2 separate regions of the Sus scrofa genome follow, and region 1 is linked to region 2. The links are chromatin contacts, called in public HiChIP or PLAC-seq maps. All regions are on one chromosome and are shown on one strand. Each heading gives the region's core, a stretch centred on a gene start, on an enhancer-like site or on the middle of the called end of the contact. The rest is flanking DNA. Distances are from core to core; before and after follow the strand shown. Region 1 holds the start of MORN3 (MORN repeat containing 3). Region 2 holds the start of ORAI1 (ORAI calcium release-activated calcium modulator 1).

What was found. HiChIP or PLAC-seq counts read pairs in DNA pulled down with a chosen protein or histone mark.
Region 1: a contact with region 2 is called in an H3K27ac HiChIP or PLAC-seq map of skeletal muscle. The contact joins the promoter of MORN3 here to the promoter of ORAI1 in region 2. A contact is called at or near these places in 1 of 5 promoter capture datasets (liver), 19 of 47 Hi-C or Micro-C datasets (alveolar macrophages, blood, embryonic fibroblasts and 10 more) and 2 of 2 datasets of contacts at active chromatin or transcription factors (alveolar macrophages and skeletal muscle).

What each region holds. Positions count from the first base shown.
Region 1 is chr14:30,989,364-30,994,517 of Sscrofa11.1, forward strand. MORN3 (MORN repeat containing 3) reads left to right here and starts at 2,534. Exons shown (of 7, transcript NM_001243709.1): 1 at 2,534-2,736.
Region 2 is chr14:31,026,466-31,031,707 of Sscrofa11.1, forward strand. It overlaps ORAI1 (ORAI calcium release-activated calcium modulator 1), which reads right to left and starts at 1,543. Exons shown (of 2, transcript NM_001173519.1): 1 at 1,220-1,543. The coding sequence starts at 1,528.

The DNA of each region.
Region 1 (5,154 bases), core at 1,284-3,783, 36 kb before region 2:
ACGAATTTGGCAAAGTTGCAGGATATGAAATCAATACACAGAAATTGATAGCATTTCTATATACTAACAATGAAAAAGCAGAAAATGAAATTAGGGAAGCAATCCCATTTATCATCCAAAAGAATAAAATACCTAGGAGTAAACCTACCTAAAGAAACAAAAGACCTGTACTCTGAAAACTACAAGCCACTGATGAAAGAAATCAAAGATGACACAAATAGATGGAAAGATATACCATGCTCGTGGATTGGAAGAGTTAATATTATCAAAATGACTATATTACCAAAGGCACTCTACAGATTCAATGCAATCCCTATCAAATTACCAAGGACATTTTTCACAGAACTTGAACAAAATATTTTAAAGTTTGTTTGGAAGTACAAAAGACCCAGAATAGCCAAAGACATCCTGAAAAAGAAAAATGGAGCTCGGAGAAATCAGGCTCCCGGGCTTCAGACTATACTACAAAGCAACAGTCATCAAAACTGCATGGTACTGGCACAAAGACAGACATGTAGATCAGTGGAACAGGATAGAAAGCCCAGAATTAAACCCATGCACTTACAGCCAACTAATCTATGACAAAGGAAGCAAGACTATACAATGGAGAAAGGACAGCTTGTTCCATAAGTGGTGCTGGGAAAACTGGACAGCCATATGGAAAAGAATGAAATTAGAACACTCCCTAACACCATACACAAAAATAAACTCCAAATGGATTAAAGACCTAGATATAAGACCAGACACTATCAAACTCCTAGAGGAAAACATAGGCCAAACACTCTCTGACATAAACGACAGCAACATCTTCTCAGATCCACCTATCAGAGTATCGACAATAAAAAGAAAAATAAACAAATGGGACCTACTCAAACTTCAAAGTTTCTGCACAGCAAAGGAAACCCTAAACAACACAAAAAGACAATCCACACAATGGGAGAAAATCTTTGCAAATGAATTGACTGACAAGGGATTAATCTCCAAAATTTATAAACAACTTCTGTAGCTCGATACCAAAAAAACAAGCAACCCCATCCAAAAATGGGCAGAAGATCTAAACAGACAGTTCTCCAAAGAAGACATACAGATGGCCAAGAAACACATGAAAAGATGTTCAGTGTCACTCATTATTAGAGAAATGCAAATCAAAACCACGATGAGGTACCACCTTACACCAGCCAGAATGGCCATCATCCAAAAGTCTACAAACAACAAGTGCTGGAGAGGGTGTGGAGAAAAAGGAACCCTAGTACACTGTTGGTAGGATTGTAAATTGGTGCAACCACTGTGGAAAGCAGTATGGAAATTCCTCAGAAAACTAAACATAGAACTACCATTTGATCCAGCAATCCCACTCCTGGGCATCTATCCAGAGAAAACCACGACTCGCAAAGACACATGTACTCCGATGTTCACTGCAGCACTATTTGCAATAGCCAAGACATGGAAACAACCTAAATGTCCATCGACAGAGGAGTGGATCCAGAAGATGTGGTACATATACACAATGGAATATTTCTCAGCCATCAAAAAGAACGAAATACCAGCATTTTTAGCAACATGGATGGACCCAGAAACTGTCATGCTAAGTGAAGTCAGCCATACAATGAGACACCAACATCAAATGCTTTCACTGACATGGAATCTGAAAAAAGGACAGACGGAACTTCTTTGCAGAACAGATGCTGACTCACAGACATTGAAAAACTTATGGTCTCTGGAGGAGACAGTTTGGGGGGTGGGGGGATGTGCTTGGGCTGTGGGATGGAAATCCTGTGAAATCAGATTTTTATGATCATAATACAACTACCGATGTGATAAATTCATTTGAGTAATAAAATATATATATATATATATATATATATATATATATATAAGATGGTCCAAAGATTTACTGAGATGATGTTTGAATAAAGCCCTGGAGAGCAGGGAGTGATCCAGGCTGCTATTTGGAGGTAGAGATGGCCTGACGGGGGGCACAGAACAGGCGAAGGCCCTGAGGCAGAAACATGCCCAGCATTTTCCAGGAATAGCAAGGAAACAAGTGTGAGGCTCCAGTACAGTGAGATTGGGTATGCAGAGCAGGGACAAGCTCAGAGAAAAAGGGACGGAGGTGGACAGATGACACAGGGCTTTGAAGCCATTGTAGGCACTGTGGCTTTTACTCTGAGTGACCAGGAGAGCCCCTGAATGCAGTGAGCTGAGGACTTGGTGGGCTTGTGAATATGTAAAGCCTAGGCATCTTCAGGTGTGGAAGGGCTATATAGCTTCCCATAGATTCTCAAAGGAGCCAGCTAGACTCCCACAAAATAAAGAACAGGTGTAATGCTGGGTCTCCTTTCACGTTTTCACCTTTGTCTTTGCAACTTGGCAGAAAAGCCTCTGACCCTTTCAGGCCGGCTTGGGGTATTGTATTCGCCCAGGAGAACCTAGGGCAGGAGAGGAGTTTGGGGTGTGGAAGACTACCAGCCGGGTGCACCAGCCCGCACTGGACCTCCACATGCCCGATGACGTTCTTTCGCGCAGCTGTAGCATCTGCAGCCTTCCCCACGCGCGGCCCCGCCAGCGCAAGGTCTGGGCAGGAAGGGGCGGGCCCTGCTTCGCGGCTTTGCTGGGGCCCGCGTTGCCATAGCGACCCTGGTCAGGCTCTGGACGCCAGTGCGCGCGCAGCGGGCGGCAATTGAGGCTGGAGGCAGTAACCTGCGACTCTGCTCTCCAACCGGCAGGAGTGCGCAGGTGAGAGGGCACAGATGTGACTGGGCAAGAGCTGGCGACTGACCCCCAGCCTTTTGGGCCCCACTCCTTCCACCTTCCATGGTGGTAATGACTGTCATTCAGTATCAAAACAACCCGGGCAGAATCCGCGCACCGCGTTGCAAGGCATTCTTTTCCTATCAGTAGTTCATGTATTAAGACTGCAGTCTCCTCCTGGGTAGAATCTACCGCTCTATCCAAGTGTGAGAGGATGAGTTATATTAATGAAGCGTTAAGTAACACTCAGTGACCTGGTGAGAAAGTTACTGGATTCTGAGTTCTTTTACAGTTCTGAGTAAACCAAGGAGAAAGTGTCAGTTTGGGGTTAATATGGCATTAACACCTCTCTAAACATTTGTTAATCTCAGCTGTAAGCCCCAGTATCTAGCTAAGGCTTAAGTAATGATATGTAAAATCTCTTTCTTGGATAAATGTATTGATTTTTTTAAAGTGAATTAATTCCAATATAAAGATTAATCATAGCATGTGTGGTACATGCAAATGGGAGAAAAAAGAAAAACATTAAATTTAGGACCTGAGGCGTTCCCATCGTGGCCCAGCAGAAACAAATCTAAGAACCATGAGGTTGTGGGTTCAATCCCTGGCCTCCGTCAGTGGGTTAAGGATCCGGCGTTGCCATGAGCTGTGGTGTAGGTTGCAGACATAGCTCAGATCTGACGTTGCTGTGGTGTAGGTTGGCAGGTATAGCTCCGATCAGACCCCTAGCCTGGGAATCTCCATAGGCCTCCTGTGCGGCCCTAAAAAAGCCAAAAAAAGCCAAAAAAAAAAAAAAAAATTAGGACATGAGACTGTTTCCCTCTGCTCAGTTTTTGCCTGGCCATTTTCTTTGCCTGGAGTGACTCTCCCAGCTCCTAGGCATGATTGTCAAAATATGTACTAGCTTGAGTTCTCTCCTGGCTCAGCGAGTTAAGGATCCGGTGTTGTCATTCCTGTGGCTATGGTTACTGTTGTCACTCCTGTGGCTCATTTTGGTCCCTGGCCCAGGAACTTCCACAAGCTATAGGCACAGCCGAAAAAAAAAAATGTACTAGCTAGTAGGGTCTGGTTGGCCAACCTGGTCAGACTCCTGGAGGCCCCTGCTGTGGCCCCACAGGGAACTACTTAATGGGCAAGGCCGAGTGCAAACTGAAAATTCGAGGCCATAGTTCATAAAATATTAAGAATTTCAAAACAGTGACAGCAGAGCCAAAACCAAGCATATACCCTTCTTTTTTTTTTTTTTTTGTCTTTTTAGGGCTGCACCTGCAGCATATGGAGATTCCCAGGCTAGGGGTTGAATTGGAGCTGTAGCCTCTGGCCTGTGCCACAACCACATGGGATCTGAGCCGGGTCTTCGACCTACACCACAGCTCATGGCAACGCAGGATCCTTAACCCACTGAGCAAGGGCAGGGATAGAACCTGGGTCCTCATGGATATCAGTCAGATTCATTTCTGCTGAGCCATGATGGGAACTCCCACATGCCCTTCTAAGGACCAGGCCCTGTGCACTGTTGAGGTTGAGAACCTGTGATGCCAGCCCTGGGTGTGTGGATGCCTAGGGCACTACTGTCTCCTGAAACCTGCTCAGCCCTGAGGTCATGCTGATTTGTTAATATCTCTGCCTACTGATATTTAAATAGTTCACTCTGGAGTTCCCGTCGTGGTGCAGTGGTTAACGAATCCGACTAGGAACCATGAGGTTCCTCAGATCCCGCGTTGCTGTGGCTCTGGCGTAGGCTGGCAGCTACAGCTCCTATTAGACCCCTAGCCTGGGAACCTCCATGTGCCGCGGGAGCGGCCCAAGAAATGGCAAAAAGACCAAAAAAATTTTAAAAACTAAAATAAATAAATAAATAAATAGTTCACTCTATTCCTCCACCCCCATGCCCTCATTCCTCTATCTTCCTATTCCCCCACCCCCCTATGCCTAGCTGCTAGCACTACTGGAATGTGTCTGCGTGTGTGTGTGTGTGTGTGTGTGTGTGTTTCCCATGCCCACGGAGCAGGATAGATGGCGTTTCCAGAGGGGAAACAAGGATCCCCATGATTTGGATGATTTCTTTTTCTTTTTTTTTTTTATGGCCACACCTGCAGCAGATGTTAGTTCCCAGGTCAAGGACTGAATCTGGGAGTTCCCTTCGTGGCTCAGCAGAAATGAATCTGACTAGTATTCATGAGGATGCAGGTTCAATCCCTGGCCTTGCTCATGGGTTAAGGATCTGGTGTTACCATGAGCTGTGGTGTAGGTTTCAGACACAGCTCAGATCCACTGTTGCTGTGACTGTGGTGTAGGCTGGCAGCTGCAGCTGCAATTCAACCCCTAGCCTGGGAACTTCCATATACCTTGGGCACAGCCCTAAAAAGACCAAAGACCAAAATATGGAATCTGAGCCGCAGT
Region 2 (5,242 bases), core at 293-2,792:
TCCCTCAGCTACTGCTAGTCTGAGAAACTTCTGAGTAGCAGCCTTCATTTTACAATTCAGAAATCAAGGCCCACAGAGGAATCAGTCTGAGATCAAGGGGACAGCAAGGGGCAGAGCTCGTTCCCTCCCTCAATCCTCTGGCTTTTCCACTGAGGCCTGGGGTGCTGAGGGCCTGCTTAGGGCCTCCAAAAATTTCTTGTTCCTGTGCATTGTGCATCACCCACTTGTTTGTGAGACTCTGGGAGAGTACCAGACACAACGCCTTCCCAAGAAAACACAAGGGTGCAGCCACTCCCTCCTTCAAGGCCAAAAGCTTAGCTCACTCATGGGTGAGGCAGGAGTGCTGTGGGCTAGAGATCTTGGGGTGGGGGCAGACCCCATTCAGGCGGGCTGATGTCACTGAAGGCGAGAACCATGAATTGTTTTCTAGCTCCCTGCCTGGGTAGACGCCAAGATTCCTGGCCTGAGGGCATCCACGGGGTCACTTCTCAGCCCAACCTCAGCCTCACCCATCCCACCTTCAAGGCTAGTTCTCACTCCAATCCAGCCCGCCCTGGCAGAGGACACTAGGCCTACCCCCTAAATCAAGAACGAGCCCATTCAACGGGAACATGTCCCATGCTCCTCCCCCACACCCAGTGACTCAGTGGCAAGTTTCTGAAGAAGAAACTGCGGGTGGGGAGTGTTTGTCAACCCCCCTGGGCTGAGGCTCTCGGAAAACGCAGCAGGAGCAAGGCTGTGAGGAAATCCCCTCTACTAGGTAATCAAAGAACCTGGCAAATTCCTGCTAGCCTCAAATGTGGGGGCACAAGGGAGACACTCGGGGGTCCTTCTCCCAACCTCCTGCCACCTGTTCTCAAAGAGATCAGACCGCTCATGACTTTCCTTGCCCCCAGAACATATGTGGGACTGTCTTCTTACAGACAGATCTACGTCGAGGACCAAGCTGCATCAAGCTGGTCCACCTGAAGGCACCTGAGCCCTCCAACCCTGCACATAGTAAGACACCCAATCTCCCACATCGGGTGTCAATGATCGCCCCTCTTTCCTCACGTCCAGCACCTCTGGCCCCCTCCCGCGTCCACGGCAGCTTTCTCCCAGCTCTTCCCTTTCAACCCCAGCTCGCTCAGCTAGATCCCCCACGGGTCCCGTCGGGGCTGCGAGTGGCAGTGGCCAGGACGTGAAAGGGGGCAGGGCAGGGCAGGCTGCCCGAGCTCACCATGGCGAAGCCGGAGAGCAGAGCTGAGGTCCGGCTGGAGGCTTTGAGCTTGGCGCGGCTCAAGTAGAGCTTGCGCCAAGACAGCGCTTGCATCGAGTGCTCGTTGAGGCTCATCACCTCGGAGTAACTCTGGCCGATCCAGTCCGGGTAGGTGACCGCGGGCGGCGGCGGCGGCGGCGGCGGCGACCCCGGGGGCTCCCCGTCCCCGCTGTGGCGGCGGCTCCGGCGGCTGCCGCTGGTGGTGCTGCCGCCGCTGAGGGGAAGCTCAGGGCTGTTGCTGCTCGGAGGCGGGGCGGGCTCCGGATGCATGGAGCACGCTGCAAAGGCGCGGGCCGGCCCGGGCGCCTCCGAGGGCAGCGGCCCCCGCCCCCGCCGCACCTCCGCCTCTGCTGAAGCAGCCGCCGCCTGCCCCCCGCGCGGGTCCGGCCTCAACCGGCCGGCCGCGGAAAACAAGGAGGTCGAGGAAGCGACTACAGATCCAGCTCTCAGGGCCGTCTCGCCGCTGGCAAAAGCCGGGGGCGGCAGAGACGAGAGCTTGCGCGTGAGCCAGCGTCCAGGATCCCAGGGCCCCTCGGCGCGCTCCAGGATTGGCTGCCGCCCCTGGCTTATTTGCATGCGTCCTGCCCACTCAAGCCCCGCCCAGGAGGAAGCGTGGGGGGGGCGAGCAACGCGAGTCACGTGACTTCTCTGTTCCGACAGCACCACCCACAGTCCTATGCCCGCGCTGACTGCACCCGCCTCTCTTCCTGGAAGCACCCCAGCCCCCGGGGCCTCTCCGAGCGCCTCCCATCTCCACAGCTGCTCCAATGGCCCTTCTCTCGGAGCTCCGACTGCTGGGTCGGGCCACCTGAGGTCACCTCTGGGCGCCTGCTGAAGCTAATTTCCTTCCCCCTTGGAACAAGGTGACTCAAGACCTGCAGGAGAAAGAGCGGCTGTGATCTAAAGTTAATTCTGTATTTATTGAGCACCTACTGGGTGCCAACACTGCTCTAGGCACTGAGGCTAGGTTGGTGAAAAAGATGGACAAAATCTCCTGCCCGCTACATGGAGCTTACATTTTAGTGGAGGAGCGGTGCAAACACTGAGTAAATTATAATCGTTTAGAAGGTGACAGATGTATAGAAAAAATAAAGCAGGGAAAAGGAACATGGGTAGTGCAGGGCTACGATTTTAATTTGAAAAACTTAGAAGCGCCTTTTTTTTTCTGCTTCGCTTTCAGCATGTGTAAGTTGAGGAGGAGGCAGTTATTGAACCTGAGCAGGGCAGTGACAACTCTGGATCCTTAACCACCTGAGGCTCCAGGGAACTCCAAGGCCTTTTTTTTTTTTTTTTTTTTTTTGTCTTTTTGCTATTTCTTTGGGCCGCTCCCGCGGCATATGGAAGTTCCCAGGCTAGGGGTCTCATCGGAGCTGTAGCCGCCAGACTACGCCAGGGCCACAGCAACGCAGGATCCAAGCCGCGAATGCAACCTACACCACAGCTCAAGGCAATGCCGGATCGTTAACCCACTGAGCAAGGGCAGGGACCGAACCCGCAACCTCATGGTTCCTAGTCGGATTTGTTAACCACTGCGCCATAACGGGAACTCCGGAACTCCGAGGCCTTTTTATATTTTAGGTTAAGTATTTTGGTCTGTTTTGTCCAATTCGTTCACTTACAATTCACCAGCGTCTGGAACAAAAGCCACGGTACCGGTTAATACACCTATCCAATAAATGTACTGTGCACCAGGCTGAGGTATTCCAAGAAAATGGTAACTTTCATGGAATCGTATATTTTAGTGAAAAGAACAGGCAATCAACAAAATAAGTTCACATCTTTCTGATTTGGTCACTTTTTTTTTCTTTTTAGGGCTACACCCATAGCATATGGAGGTTCCCAGGCTAGGGGTTGAATCAGAGCTAGGGCTGCTGGCCTATGCCACAGCAACGCAGGATCTGAGCCACATCTGCGAGACCTACACCACAGCTCACAGCAACACCAGATCCTCAACCTACTGAGCGAGGCCAGGTATCAAACACGCGACTACATGGTTCCTAGTTGAAGTGGTTTTTGCTATGCCTGATTTGGTTACTTTTGAGCTGAGACCTGAACCAGCAAAACGAAGAAGAGGGCATCTGCTCTCCAGGGGCAGAAGAAAACAGCGATTTCCCTAAGGTATCAGCTCTAGGAACGCACGGACCTTCACTGCTGGTTTCACAACTCTGGAGTATTGCTTGGCACACTGCTCAGTAAATATCTGTTGAATGAATAAGTGTGGGAGAGACAGGAATGAGTGAAACTCAATTAGCCCAGAATCAAGTCACAGGCATGCGGCTTCCAGGTCCGCCGTGTGAAATTTAAGTCTTGTCACCACCAGAGGGCGTCCCTCCACTCACCCACATTATGCGATAAAACTGAACCCCCGCCCCGAAAGTCTCTGGGGTTCTCTCAGAGGCCTGTTTTTATGAAGACTTGACATTTGAAATCTCACCCCACTGAGCTTGTTTCTTTGGTGGCCTTTGTTCTTGTTAACTTCTTTCACTTACCATCTGTGTCTCAGTTCAACTATTATCTCTAAAAAGAGATGTTTCCTCTCTATCTAAAGTAGTCCCCATTTTATGTTCTGCCATCTCACCCTGTTTTATTTCCTTTATAGTTCTGATCACTACAATACTTGAAATCACCTAGTTTATGCATTGACCTGGCGGGGGGGGGCGGGCGGGCGGTGGCTCCCAGCATATGAGTGTCTTGAGAGCAAACTTCCGTCTATTTAAATTACTTCCTTATCACCCAAGGCCTCTCACAGGATCTCTCCCACCGGAGATCCCCAATAGGAACAGGTTCAAGGAAAAAGATAATGAGGTATCTTTGGTTCCAAGAGACCCTAGCTCAGAATTGGGTAAAGGCAACATTTTGAGGGTCCACAGGGCCTGAGAGTGGTCAGATGGTCTAGTTGGGAAGAGCCAGGAAGCCAGGATTTGGGGGGGAGCAGATTTGCTGATTAAGGAACAAAAGGAGGTAGGAGGGGCAGCTCAGCAGGGGGCTTCGGGGTGGGGATGGGGCCAGGTTTCCTTTCTCTGGCTCCAACATCCTGCCCCTCTCACTCTCCTAATTCTGTGGCATTTAAATTCCACCTAGTGCACAGAACAAAAGAAAAGAAAAACAAAAATACTATCATCGTTTAGGCTGGTGGGTTGAGGGGGTGGGTTTCTGGGCCAATCCCTGCTTCCTGCTTTAGAATCCTAGGGCCCCAAAGGGCCAGTGGTTAATAACTTTTCCCCACCATTGTTAGAGCAGGTTGGAACCATGAGAGGCACTTGCCCCATCACAAGCCCTACTTAAGAGAAACCGAGGTTCCAGAGAGAAAGCATCTTGCCAAAAAAGTGGAGGAGAATAAGCCTCGGAACCCATGATGCCCATCCGGCAGTGCCTTCAAGCACTACGTGTGGCACCCCCTAGTGGCTAGGAAGGTGTGTTCTTATCCTTTGCAGGTTTATAACGGAAAAGGCCAAATAGAATTTTTCAGTAAACTCAGCTCATGTTGAGGGTATTCGATCCAACTGAAAGGGCTCCTGCAACTGGCTTCACCACTGTGGCCAGTGGGCACAGCCGAGGGCTGACCAAAGATGGCATGAGGTGCCTTGGGAGGTAGCAAGCTTCCCATCACAGGGGGTGAAAAAATTAGTTAACGCTTAAGTGGTGCTTACCAATGACAGGCACTATTCTAAGTTCTTTATTGTTAAACAATCTATGTATCTAATATAAATAAATATATAATATAAAAATATGTATTTTAATAAAATGGGAGTTCCCATTGTGGCTCAGAGGTAACGGACCTGACTAGTATCCATGAGGATGCAGATTCCATCCCTGGCCTTGCTCAGTGGATTAAGGATCTGGCAGTGCCACCGTGAGCTGTGGTGTATACCGGCAGATGTAGGTGTGGTTCCACCCCAGCCTAGGAACTTCCATATGTTGCATGTGTGGCCCCAAAAAGCAAAAAATAAATAAAAATTTCAAAAAGGGAATGGGTAACATATT